Linked DNA regions of Gasterosteus aculeatus: region 2 is linked to region 1. The links are chromatin contacts, called in public Hi-C maps. All regions are on one chromosome and are shown on one strand. The core of a region is the stretch at or near the end of the contact, and the rest is flanking DNA. Distances in the headings are between cores, read along the strand shown. Region 1 has its middle 16 kb from the start of hnrnpa1b. Region 2 holds the start of hoxc5a (homeobox C5a).

Region 1 (6,546 bases), core at 2,235-4,734:
TAGAGAGATACATCAACGTACGTACCAATTCTACAAACAATTACCATTGCAGATACATATCAGTTACCATGAAATCTTTTTAGCATCAAACAACCTCAACAACTCCCGTCCCAGCCTTGAAATGTATTTCATGTCTCATGTTGCGTGTTTGGTTTAGGGGTGTATGTGGAAGTATGTCTGTGTGTATATTTCTTTCACATTTGCAATGTAAAGCACAATCTTCCACAAGGACCTGTAACCTCAGAGTCTCCTACGCCCAGAGAGGCGCTGATCCATCACTCTTAATGGAAGAGGATGAGTTTCAGCCAGTGAAAGAGAGAACAGACAAAGGCGGGACAATTTATGGCAGACGTAGAAGTGGAACTCTTGGCTGCGGGCCTTGATCTGAGCTGGGCTGTGGCTGGCCCGGGCCGGGCTACGCCCCGGGCCAGGGTCACTCACGTGCACGCTCGCACGTGCGCGCACAATAATAAACGCGCACACATCTCACACAGAAAACTTCAATCCCATCCCAACACATACCCAAATCCGAACCGTCCTCTCAGCCTTTTGAAGTTCCCCGGCCCCCTTCTATCTTTCCCAGTGAGTGGTGAGCTCCGAGTAGTGAAATATGGAGTGGAGACCTGTTACATGTTAGCGTAGGAGATAGCCAAGGTGTAAATTATGTAGGAGTCGCTGGCCAGCCTTATTTATGAGAGGCCTGTCAGGTGTTTAGGTGTTGGAGTGAGATGTGCGGCTTAAGCCGTTTACTTCGCTGTAAATCAGGTCATGCAGGCCACGTCTGTTTGGGTGGTGTGTGTTTATGCGTGTGTGCCTGTGTTTGAGGCCTTGTTTTTCTGGGGGACTACACAAGGCCAGGTTGTGATAATGTCCTGACGTGTTACTGCGTCTTTTCCACAAACGCGAGGGTAAACGTGTGTGTTCGTAGGTCGGTTTTTGCCAGAGGCCATAATGGGTTGAAACATTAGCTCTAGTTATAGTTATTATGCTCTCTGACAAACAAAGTCCTTTTTCATAGACCCCCTCAAAACCTACACCTGCCGTCGCCGTTCTACACTATGAGCAAACATGACACCTACTCAAGACTTTTTCAGCTTCATTTGTGATGCCCCCTTTTCTGTCTTTATCTCAGACATATCATGTAGAAGTGGATAGCTGCGATGTGGCCCGTCTGAGAACATCAGATACCACTCAGCAGGTAGTTAGAGCTGTCACTGGATGACAGATACGGACTTGTAGACATAAGAACTGCAGCAAACAGGTTGAATAGACCCTGTATTGGTTACCATTATTCCCCTACAAGGTGCCGCCTTAGTTTAACCACGTCTCCGCTTCTGTTTTGCACCATTGTGCATCCTCTAGCATGGCCTTGACACAAAACAATGGCATGGGAATGGGCTGACGATTTGTCCCCCCACCCCCCCACCCCCAAGAGGAACAGTGTCAATCCTTAAAGTGAGACCGAGGGATAAGGGAGTGGAGGAGAGATGAGACGAGTTAAGGTTGAAAGGGGTTAAGAACATGAGACAGAAAACTCTGGAGGGAGATCGGAAGGATAAAACTAAGGGGCGGAGAAGAGGAGAATGAGAGAGAGGAAGAGGGACAGAGGATGATGTGCTGGAGGCAGGTACATCTGCATTCTCTCCAAACACAGCAAAGGCCTGTCTTAGGTGTCTTTATCCCAGCAGCACTCAGTGACAGATTTATGGCCTCTCTTTGTGCATGTGTGTGTACGCATGTGTGTGTCGGAGCAGTAGGGATAAATTGAGAGCGAGAGACACGAGATACAAGAGAAGAGTGCATGTGAGTGGAGGCGAGAGGCGTCAAACGAAAACGCGGCCATTTTGCATTCCATCGATATCCTCGTCCCCCCCGACCATCCATCTGAATCTCTGCCGTATTTCACCCGCCGTCTCCCCTCTCCTTTTATCCTTCCCTGGTCTCTTCTCCTCTCCTCTCTCCCTCTCTGTCTCATCACCCTGCTCTTCGCTCGGCGCTCTTGGCCCTTGCATTGCTCCGCTGGGTCCCAGGCTGTAAAGCCCTCTCAGGGGGAAGGGTGTAAATCTGTCTCCCCGCCTCAGGAGATTTCCTGGAGCTCAGCAGACTCAACAAAGCCTCGGCCACGGCGGAGGACCGAGCGTTTCTCTCTCACTCACACGCAAATGTAGACTTTTAGATTATACATTTACAAATAAAAGGGCAGCATGCGCGCACGTTCACTCGCCCGCCTGCCGTTGTTTGGAAGTTCCTGTGAAAATAAACAGGTATGCTTCTTCTTTCTTGTCTAGCCGAGTGCCTGGGAAACCACTGTTTGTATTTGTGTATGTGGGAGGGGACCCTGCCCCCAAACCTTTTGTCCAGAAGGGCTGTCCAGACAAGCTTGTTGTCTATCTTTACCCCCCCCCAACACCCTCACACACACACACACACACACACACGCACACACACGCACCCTCCCTTTCTTTTTTCGCCAACTCCCTCTCTGCTTTATTGCACTTGATTCTAAGCGCGTCCATTCCTGAGATGGCTCAGATAGCAGCTGAAGCTAAATTGCCCGTCATAAAGCATCTGCAATAGCAATGCAGCTCTCGGGGTGGGACTGCTGCAAGGGGGTAGAAGGCAGTTAGAGCTCACCGTGAAAATACAACGTTCTCTTTCTAAGCTGTAAATGTGGAATATGAACTCTGTTTCAACATCCACAAATCATAATGCTCTTCCTGAAACATTAAACGATTCTGTTGCATGATCGATTTCCTGAGTGCCCCCTAAATCAGTTTTATGCAGATAATTTTAAGGAACATTTGGCTATTTGAGTGTGTGGGTTTTAGGGAAAAGTGACTGAAAATCAAGAGTAAAATGATCTAATGGTATTTCGGGATGCTGAAAATGCTTCTGCATGATACTACTAATTACTCACACCAGACAGGCTAGTTAGAGTGAGATGCTGTGATTTATGGAGGAGTCATATATTTGGCTGTGCTATGTTCCTGTCAAATGTTTGACAGATAGATGACTGCTGGGCTGTAATCTGCCTTCCTGTTTGTTTTCCTGTTTGTTTTCTCATGTAACAACAAGGGCACTTCCCAGCCTCGACTGTAGAGGGCGCACTTGTGAAAGTGCGGCCTTGTGTCATCGTGACAACAGCAGATTTTCACAGTGGGGGGGGGGACACAAAGCAGAGAGGAAGCATGAGGAAGTCAACAATTGAAAGGCAAAACCTGTTGAGATCACTGCACTGACTCATCTGTGTCTGTGGTATTTGGGGCTTGACATGTCTCCACAACCAAAATAACCCCTTGACCCGCTAAATAAATCTGAACAAAGATTGGGCGTAGCCAACACAACAACGTGGCCAAAAGATCGAGACATAGACACTGTTCTGCAGTCGAGTGGGAAAATCCCTGCTCCACTGGTGTCTGCAGCGTACTTGATCAAAGCTGTAAACTGAGTGAGAAAGACAAGAATTCCAAGGAACCGCAGGAGCAAGACAGGGCCAGCAACCGGCTTGGCAGTAGCCCCGGTGTGATCATCATCTATGGGGGGAAGTGACGCCCCTCAGTCCTGCCCCCTCCTGCCTTCCAGCTAGCCTTGCCTCGTGACAGATGGACCCTATGACAGCAGGACGCAGCAACCTGCAATTGAACATTCCCCTGTGATCTGTCAATGTCCGTGATGGTGTTTCATGCTAAAAAAAAACACAAAACAACCCCACACAGTGACACAGGTACCTGCACACACACACACACCCTCACATTAACCCAAGTATTAGAAGAATCACGGCCTGGAAATGCCTCAGATGCCGGTTGCAGGTGTCTTTTGAGACGTATGATGTTGTTCCGCGCAGGGTTCCTAGTCCCAGTTTGAAATATCCGATAATTGCAGGATATGGTTGAGACAGTGTTTCCGCCGGCCCTCCTTTGGTGTCTGCTGGATCTCAGAGGAGGCAGCAGTCCTTCGTTTTGACCACAAGGTGTCACCTTGCTCACAAATTGCAAATGGCTCCAAGCATGATGGGCGCTTTATTTTCCGCCTTGGTGGCAGTGCTGTGGTGTATCACGGCAAAATGAAATAGGGAACATCTAAATAGGACATAAATGCGTTTGCCACATACAGGGCTTAATGAAGTCAGCCTTGCCAGTACATTAGGGACAAAGGCAGCAGAGAGAAAGGCAGTGAAGGACAACTCAAAAACAGTTCCCAAATAAAAACGGGAGATAAATATGAACGGCGAGCCTCCTCAATGAAATACACTTCATTGGATGTCCAAGGGGAGATTTATTTTCCAAGCAACTGGCTTTTTATGGTCAAACCCCTCCACACTGGCGAACAGCAGTGCGTTGTAATACGGCATGTAAAGAATGGGATTCAATAGAAGCAGTTGTCCATTTGTCATATTTAAGGGGATAGAAAAATGACTATTGGCTGCCATGTGCTTGAACAGCTCAAGCTGCCTTTTTTGTGTGTGCAAAATGGAGGATGTAGATGAATGTACTTCATACATGACTCTGTACAGCCAAACTATCATGTCATGTCATATAACTTAAACCATTAGCATATCATTATCCTGAGCCTGGAGCAGTAGCTGATGCTTTGCTATGTTTCAGTGGAAATTATAAAACAATACGGCCGTCCTCACTTGGTTGTAGCAAACTAATGATTGCTTGGCTTCACAGCCGTAAAAGCATGGTGCAAAATTAATTGTTTCAATCAATCAATTGGTCAATTTCATAGCCATGAAGCTTTGCCCAAGATCGTGTGCTTTCTCTATACCCCTCTGCTTCAGGATGAGCCTGGAGAATGCCAGGTGATTTATGGCCTCTGTGTGTGCTGCATACATATACAAATACTTTACAGACACGCTGAAAATCCTACACACTCGAGAGACAAACTCATACAAACATGCACGTTACACATTCCAAGTAGATGACACACAGCGATGGGGGCGGATCACGTGAAGAAACAGGACGAGCCGAGGGAAGTCTTGGATGTATGCTTAGCACGCCGGTGACACATGCAGTTAAACATAGCAAATGAAACACGACCAGCGGTGACAGACGCTCTCCAACTCACGCGTTGTGTCCAACTTTCTACATGCATGCATAAAACGTGCAAATAGGCAGTCTATCATGCTCACAAGCACGCATGCACACACACGTGCATATACATGCACACATCTATACCCAGTGCCAAGTGCAGAGGCTTTTTGTTAGGGTGTTGTTCATGTGCTGTGGCTTGTGGGCCTGTCTGCAGGGCTGATCGATGATCTTTTACTGCTTCCCCAGGATTATCGGTCGAGTTCACTGGGAGGGGAAGGCAATTCATCAGAGCACGGCGGAGAGAGAGAGAGAGAGCGCGAGCCGAGAGTGGACAGAGGGAATGGGGGAGAGATGGAGGGAGAGAGAGGCGTGGGGGGAAGAGGTGGGGGCGTCAGTGTGAAAATGGAAGGAAAGATAGAAGAAGGCAGGTGGGAGGAAAAACAGAGGGAGGGGAGAGAGGGGACGAGATTGGGGGGAGAGAATAAGGAGAGCAAGATGGAAACGGAGGGGAGAGAAGGAGGAGATGTACAGATGTGCTTGTGATATCGCATCACCTGGAAATGTATGGAAAAGATAGAGGAGCCGACATAGATGAATATCACCAGATAAAACCATGGAGTGCTGGGGCAACCTCAGATTGAACCCTCCTTGTACTGTATATTCAACATCAAACAAATATATGACAGATTGTGGAAATACGTGGAGCAGTGCTGTTTTTATTGCCGTCAGATGTTGTGTTTTGCATTTAGATGCATTTATTTGACAGCTGAATAAAAAGAATGTTGGTCATTTCCAACCACACTCTTACAGATGGCTGGGTAGTATCTCCAGAATTATTGTTCTCATGCAGCTTGGCATTAATGGTAGACATCCTTAATAGTCTATTATCGCATATAATGTCACAATTTAATCATCAACATATGATATGACAAACATGAATAGTTGTCTCAGATGCAAAATGCAGAGGCAACCTCCGGGCAGACTTCTGAAACAAACTTCCCAAAATGTCTCACATTTCAGATCTTTTTCTTTGCTTGATTAGCACGGTTCTGCAACAGGGAATCATCTCGCCGGACTGGAAACACCTGCAGGGAAGATTTGTTGAGCTAACTGTGAGCTCAGCTCTCAGAGGTTTAAACTATATGTGCTCACGTTGAGACCCAATATTACACGGATCACCACACACGTGATCTCATTCAGCTCAGATGACGCAAGGAGGAAAAAAAGAGACTATAGAGGTGATTCAGCATCATCCGCTTCACCTTCAGTGTGAGACAGATGACGGGGGGGACAGCGACACAGATGAAGAAGCTTTTCAGGGCCAACACGGGCAATCCACTTCTCCCAGAAGTACATTTTCAGTAATCACATTACTTACCAAAGACAACTACAGAAACACACTTACTGAGTATTCATTTTTCTTCCAAGTGAATCTTTGCATGTGTTGTTTAAGATCCATTTTACTATGATATATATAATATAATATCATCATTTTGAATTCTGTTTCTTT
Region 2 (6,870 bases), core at 2,062-4,561, 59 kb after region 1:
TGCAAGAGCATATTGATACAATAAAGTGACTGTCAGGTCTTTAGCAGCGATGGCGCGTCAGTCTACGGCCACAGGAAACCAGCGTTTGGCGTGTCGGGTCGCGAGGGCAAGTGTTATCACAGGCCAGCGTGTCCCTTCCTTCGCTGACTAAACAGGAAAAGCGAGTTTGCCTGTGGAGCAGCGTTGGAAAAGGGGCAATAAAGTTTTATGGGGGCCTTTAACCAGAGCGCGTTTGTTGGTCAACGGAATTCTGTGGATTCCGAGAGATCCCCCCCCCCTGAACGTGATGAGTACAGTACAACGAAAGAAAGAAAATCGGAAGTTTTTTTTAGTGTATTCGTCTAATCAACGTAGCCTGTTATAAGAAAATATATATACGTAGAAATAAATGGAGAAATCCTTTATGTTAGTGACGAGACTTTATTGGTTATAACGGACAATTAAGCCACCTATCAGTTGTTCTGGGCCTCTTGTAAAGCAGCCACCTTTACAGAGCGCGAGAGAAATGGCTTCATTGCACATCACAATATTTTCACACGCAGTCGCTGAATTACACAATACGATTTAGGTTCACAATGATATGACGGACAACAGGGGTGGTGCCTTCACGGAGACATTAGCTCATTGGACATACAACACATTCAACCACTGCGATATATTAGAGGGTGGATTAAAAAAGAAAATGAAAAAGGTGGAAGAGGGTTTCTTTGACCGGTGGGAAAATCTCACTGTTGCTCACAGCGCAGTGAGTATTTCTGTCTTTATTGTGAGTTGTTGGCATACATTTTTTATCAGATGATGTGGAGACAGAGTTGGAAATGTCGCACGCTATCAGACCGCCTCCACCGTCGTCATCCAAATTAAGAACGCTGAGCATTGTGCAGACTCGCAGCGCAGTGCAGAATTGGGCACCCCCCCCCCCCCTCAACCTCTTGTCCTCTTCGTGCAGCAAAGTGAGGTTATCATCGCATGGGCACCAAATTAATTTAGAAATGTAAACCGATTGATCAACGTGAGGGATATTCAATACGTTAGGTCCCAAACCGCAGCAAGTGACACATAATTGGTGATGAAGCGCACGGCGCGGTGTCATGATGTCATTGCTCCTAGCAGTTCATCCGGAGGTCAGGCGGCACTCCAGCACTGTTGCAGCGTGGGGATGAAAACGTGCTGCATGCACCCACCCTCTGGTCCCCTTTTATTCCTTCACTTTGACCTTTGAGTCCTTCTTCCACTTCATTCGTCTGTTCTGGAACCAGATTTTGATCTGCCTCTCGTTTAGACACAGGGTGTGGGCGATCTCTACGCGCCTGCGGCGGCTCAGGTAGCGGTTGAAGTGAAACTCTTTCTCCAGCTCCAGAGTCTGGTAGCGGGTGTAACTGGTCCTGGAACGTTTACCCTCCGATTCTGAAGTGGCATTAAAATCAGTTAGCTTTCAGCAGCATTATAGTGGTGAATACATATACTACTATGGGATAATACTATTATGACATTTGCATAAAGATTGGTCATCCATAAAATAATAGTTACAAGCATACATATAATATACAATTGTTGAATTTAATTAATGAAATACCCTTCCTCATGCAAAAGGTAAAATATCTTAATACAACCGAATTTAATCAGATTTGACTTACAGTGGATTTGTGTAATAAAAATGATGTCAGGCTGATAAAGATAGTGTAATAAATTTACATTACATTCTTTCACATACAACATGTAAAATACAGTCACCAAACGCTTCTCATTGTAATATGTGAGACTGGATAACTAACAGGGCCTAATGTGGTGTCCTTCCTGTAGAGACTGACCTCAGCCTACTGCTGCAGTGGAAGGAAAAACAATGTGAATAATCTAAAGGAAAAGGGATCAGAACATTAAACCGGATTTTTTTCCCCCATGGTTTGTTCTCATATATATGTATATATTTATACACATGTTTCATATTTAGCCAAACATTAAGGCGTGCTAAGCAACAGGCCTTAGTTGCTATTGGACTTGAATATCTTAAACTGCTCCAGGATGTTTGCAAATGGAGGAACGCAAAACAGAAGTAGCTTCCTTTTTTTTGCAGCAATTGTGCTCACCGTCCATCTGGCCCCTAAATAGTCAACCAGTGGGTTTAAGGCGCGGGGAAGGAGCACGACTATTCAAATATTTTAGAGGTGAAAAGTTCACGATTGGGTCAGGGCATTGATGTCTCCCAGAGTTCAATTTAAGGCTAAAGCCGCTCCCACACAGTGAGTCTGATAATGTAAAACATTAACTGCGACTATAAAGTGTGCAAGGCAAAAACTAATACTAAGAGCTGAATTTGTGAATATTATTTCATAGTTTTATCACAATTCTCTTCTCTTATCCAATTATACCACCATAAATCACCCCGCAGATCACCCCTTCGCCGTAACAGAGCAGGTTTACGAGCAATGGATGCCTTTGTCATAAAATTTATGACCACGAGTTTTTATTATTTCCTGCGTTTGGCCTATAAAACTCAAGAGGAAAACCGGAACGGGCAAAAAGAAGTGTAGCAGCGCAAAGAGAGACTAAGGGGAAGCATTTTAGTCACACTTTAGGAAGAAAAAAAAGGGGGCAAACTTTACCGTGGCTCATGTGCAGTTTTGTCATCCATGGATAAATCTGTGGCTGCTGCTCGCTGTCCTGAAGCTGGCTCGCACTCGCGCTGTGTCGTTTCACCGCCTGCGCGTTCACCGCGTCCCTCTCGCCCTCTTGGCTCTGGTTTCCGCCGGATTTCGCGCCCCTCTCCGCGTCTCCTTGTGCCCCGAGTCCCAGCAGCGTGCCGCCGCCGTAGCCGAAGGCGCTCGCGTTCTCCGACGAGCTGCCGGAGACCATGGTTATCTGTGGTCCCGGCGGCAGAGGAGTATCCGCGTTGCCACGCAGGCTACTTTTCACCTCCTCCCGTTCGGCGGAGGTCGTGGGGACGGGACAAGTAAATATCCCGCTCACATTGACACCCTCAAAGCGGCTGGACGCGCGCCCGGAAAGATCGAAACTAAACATTGTGTTGGGAGAAGTTGTCTCGCTTGTTTGCCTGAGATTGCAGCTGTCAACATACGAGCTCATTTTCAACAATCAGCGATACTTTCTTTTTTAAGCTGCAGCGGGCTGCGGGCTGGTTGTTGCGCTTATTTCCTTGTTTTTGTTGATCATTGCGTTTCTTTGTAGCCGCTTTTGAAAAATGCAAAGCTGTCTGCCTTAAAAAAATATTCCAGGATTTATAGGTGGAGTAGGCTTTGGTATCTTTTTTTAATTCTTGATCCGACGCGCGCTGCCCAAATATGGGGTATTTGTATGGGATCACGTGCGCATGTTGGCCAGTCATAAATTGGCGTTGATACTCTCATTGATGAATTGGAGAAACGTGTCCGGTAAACTTTGAGCTGTTGGTTGTTGAGGACCAGGCAGGGATCTTTAGCGCAAAAAAAGGGCAGGACAGTAAGACAAGAGCGTCATCTGGTGTCTGGTATGGGGCAGGACGGCCAGCAGCGTCCACAGCGCTCTGGCCCGGACAAACAAACAACCCCATATTATAGCATAATTATTATAATTATAAGAATAGTAATACCACTACTGATGATAATAATAATAATTATTATTATTATTATAGTTATGCTGCTGATTAGACGCGCTCACTTCATTTGAACATATTCACACATATGCACGTGAGACTTGAATGTTTTGGACGTTAAGTTATAGAAACAGAGCTATGTGAACGCGTTTAGGACAATAGCTCATTCCCATGCTCTTATGCAGCATGGCAAGTTAGATTTGTAATCGTTAAAACGCATAGCGTGTAAAATATCTCTTTATTAGCTTATTCGTCTCTTAGCTTTATACCCTATTTTGGCCGTTATGGTCACGATACACATAACATGTCAAACAAGTTTTCACAATCGCCGTACTCAGGTTGTTGCCTAATTCAATACATCTTACTTTATACGATCATTTGACTCGACGTGATGCTCCCTGAAGCACAAGACGAGGGTGAGATTTTTGCAAACACTTTATTACATGATACACAATTATGACAAAACATGAAATCGTAACTCCCAAACAGAAGCGAATAATTACTAGTGTACAAATCTGCTTAGCAGTGAGAGCCCGTGGTGTCAAATGCTAAACAAAAAGGGGGGCCAAGCGCAGTTGTATTTTATGCAGTGTCGACCCAAGCGGCTAAATGCGCAGACGTCCTTACGGGATTTACATAGCATATTGTTACTTTACTTATTTACAGGCATTACAGCTGTTGGTGCGTGGACTGTGGTCTGAGTCCGTGCAAGTTTCATGTTTGTGCAGGACACTTTTTGGCAAATGATTCAACTAGGCCTACTACAATACTGAGGTGAAATGCAGTGCCCGCCCGTCCTTCCGTTTCCTCGGTGGAATGTGCATGTACAACATTGAGTTAAGTCTGACCAACAATGTATTTGGTGAGGTGATCAAAGAGTTCACAGTGATGGATGGGGTGTGGGGGGATAAATACACAGATTTTACTGGCATGAAAAATCACGTAGAAATGAATACTTATTTTTATTTTCACAATACAAGTGTGACATTGCAATAAAACAGAATCGGCACCCCGAGAGTCACAGGGGGACAATCTCTGTCTGAAATAATCTGGATTTCTAAGGCTCAACACTCCTGTCGTCAATATGGGATATAAGTGGGAGAGCTGCGGTAGTCATCATGCAGTGAAGTCGCTCTTAAATCCATACAGATTTTTTAGGTAGTTATGTTGGGTTTAAATGGTCATCAGGTCTTCTCCCCTTTGGGTTTTTTTCTTTTTACGCTATTCTTTTTTCTTGTCCTCCTCTTTCTGTTCTTCAATTGCGCCATTGCTTTCCTCCTCCGGCGAGGCTCCTGTCTGTTCACTTCCAGTCACCGTGGAGGTCAGGTTGCTCTCTTTCTTCCATTTCATACGTCGGTTCTGAAACCAGATTTTGATCTGGCGCTCCGTCAAACAAAGCGCGTTTGCGATTTCGATGCGTCTGCGCCGGGTCAGGTAGCGGTTGAAATGAAACTCCTTCTCCAGCTCAAGTGTTTGGTAGCGAGAGTATATTTGACGTCCTCTGCGTCTGTCTGTCCCGTAGCCCACTCCTGCTGAAATACAAAGTGAAGTCACTAATTGAATCGCTTGGAAAGCGAAGTCATATTTGACATTTGGAAAACACACACGCATCGGTCTGCGCTCTAATAACACTTTGCAGCAGTTGAGAACAAGTTTTACCTCATTGTTAGAATCATAAACCGTATAGAAATCCACGAACACAAATCATCTAATCAAAGCCTTTCTCTAAGGGCATCTTAGCTTTATTATAAAAATAATTAATAAAAAAAATACAACGCATTCCCCGCGTCTCTTGCTGCTGGTTATGGCTACTATATCTTTCTTAATATGAAAGCTGTTTGTTTGCACACGTAAAGGCCCATCCACAAGTCAAGGGGATACAGTAATGTTTTATGGGGCCATAAAAAGCAACTTACTCTCTTGGTAAGACATATCGTAAAACTGGCCCATTTCCTTAATTTATTTGTCGTAGTAAAACTCACCGCTGTGTGAGTTCATTCGCTGCATCCACGGGTAAATCGGGATGTTGGTTTTCTGATCCTGCGCTCCTGCTCTTCCTTGGTCCAAACTGTACTCTTGAGCAATGTGGCTTTGTGTACTGAGTCCCATGTTTGTTTGTCTGCAGCTGGGGAGCACGTCCTTGTCTTGAAGAAACACGTTTGATCCGTATTCGTACTGTGCCCTGCCAGACCCAAACACGACATTGTCTTGGGGAGAGTAGAACGGTGCATATATCCGATTCTGGGTCACGGCAGCGCCGTACGACGAAAAATGTCTGACTGTGTCATAGGTGGTGGAGTTTAGGGGTACGTTGGGCAAAACGTCTTGACCACCGGACAAATGGCAGGAGAGCGACGGGTTTGCGAAATACGAATTCATACCTTGCCTTGTAACCCTCTCTCCAACTCTCCCCACTTCTTTATCGGTCGCTCTTCAATCTCGTTCTCAGTAAATCTCCTCCGCGTCTGTGTCAACCAACCACACCTTTCTCCAAGGTCTTCTTTTTTTCCCTCGACTTTCTTGCTTCTCCAACTGGACGTGGGCTACTTTGAGGGTTCGATATTATTAATTTCCAATCTCCGGTTAAGACGCACAAACCCGAGTGTTATAGCCGAGGCTTGGCTCGGTGAGAGACAATATGACAACGTCAGCTGACCATTCTCCGCCAATCGAAAGGCAGGAGTTGAGGAGAAACTGTAGCTTTTAGCTCAGCGCTTGGACATTACTGCTAAATGCCGATAAACACACCATGAGAGTTGGAGAGGCGCACTATAAGCCTGGCTGGATGAGACATGTTTTACTTTAGTTTCACAGCATGTGGGGTTTGGGAGTGAAGTATGATATGAGACGTGGGCAATGTCACTCGGTACAGTGATCACATTCAAACCAAGCCGAAACATTTGCATTAAAAATACATACAACAAATACAGAGGCGGTAGAGAGTGCGTGGAATCATCAAACCAATTGAGCGAAAGAGAAAGAAAATACATTTTCTGTCAGTTTGAGGGTGAGGATTTTGTATGCGTGTGTCTTTTCCCCCCAAAAACACAGTTTTATAATCAAAACACCACTGGGTCGGTGGATTGCTCGGCACCTTTGAATCAGGACTAAATTAATATTTGCATTTCTTTTTGTTAGTCTCAGCCATATCGACCGCTTCCAGCATACTGTTAATGTTTCCATTGTGTAGGAATTAGCATCTGAGCAATTTGAAGGCTTTTTGCAATGAACTGGGGGAGGGTGTAGGTGGTAAGAATGCGTTTATGGTCTCTCTTCTGTGA

What was found. Hi-C and Micro-C count contacts between places; a contact is called where the count stands out from the background.
Region 2: a contact with region 1 is called in a Hi-C map of tail fin, with 6 times the contacts expected there. The contact joins the promoter of hoxc5a here to the enhancer-like site in region 1. A contact is called at or near these places in 4 of 6 Hi-C or Micro-C datasets (liver, skeletal muscle and tail fin).

Annotation. Positions count from the first base shown.
Region 1 is chr2:10,235,712-10,242,257 of fGasAcu3.hap1.1, forward strand. No RefSeq gene overlaps it. Among protein-coding and RNA genes, the nearest start is that of hnrnpa1b, 16 kb to the left of the region's middle. Within about 2 kb of position 3,485, at least 2 of the 9 cell types and tissues checked have open chromatin away from gene starts, as enhancers often do.
Region 2 is chr2:10,294,879-10,301,748 of fGasAcu3.hap1.1, forward strand. It overlaps hoxc5a (homeobox C5a), which reads right to left and starts at 3,312. Exons shown (of 2, transcript XM_040193469.2): 1 at 2,604-3,312; 2 at 401-1,407. The coding sequence starts at 3,084. The coding sequence ends at 1,199. It overlaps hoxc6a (homeobox C6a), which reads right to left and starts at 5,968. Exons shown (of 2, transcript XM_040193467.2): 1 at 5,572-5,968; 2 at 4,007-5,118. The coding sequence starts at 5,968. The coding sequence ends at 4,811. The region is part of intron 2 of LOC120829400 (homeobox protein Hox-C10a); the gene reads right to left.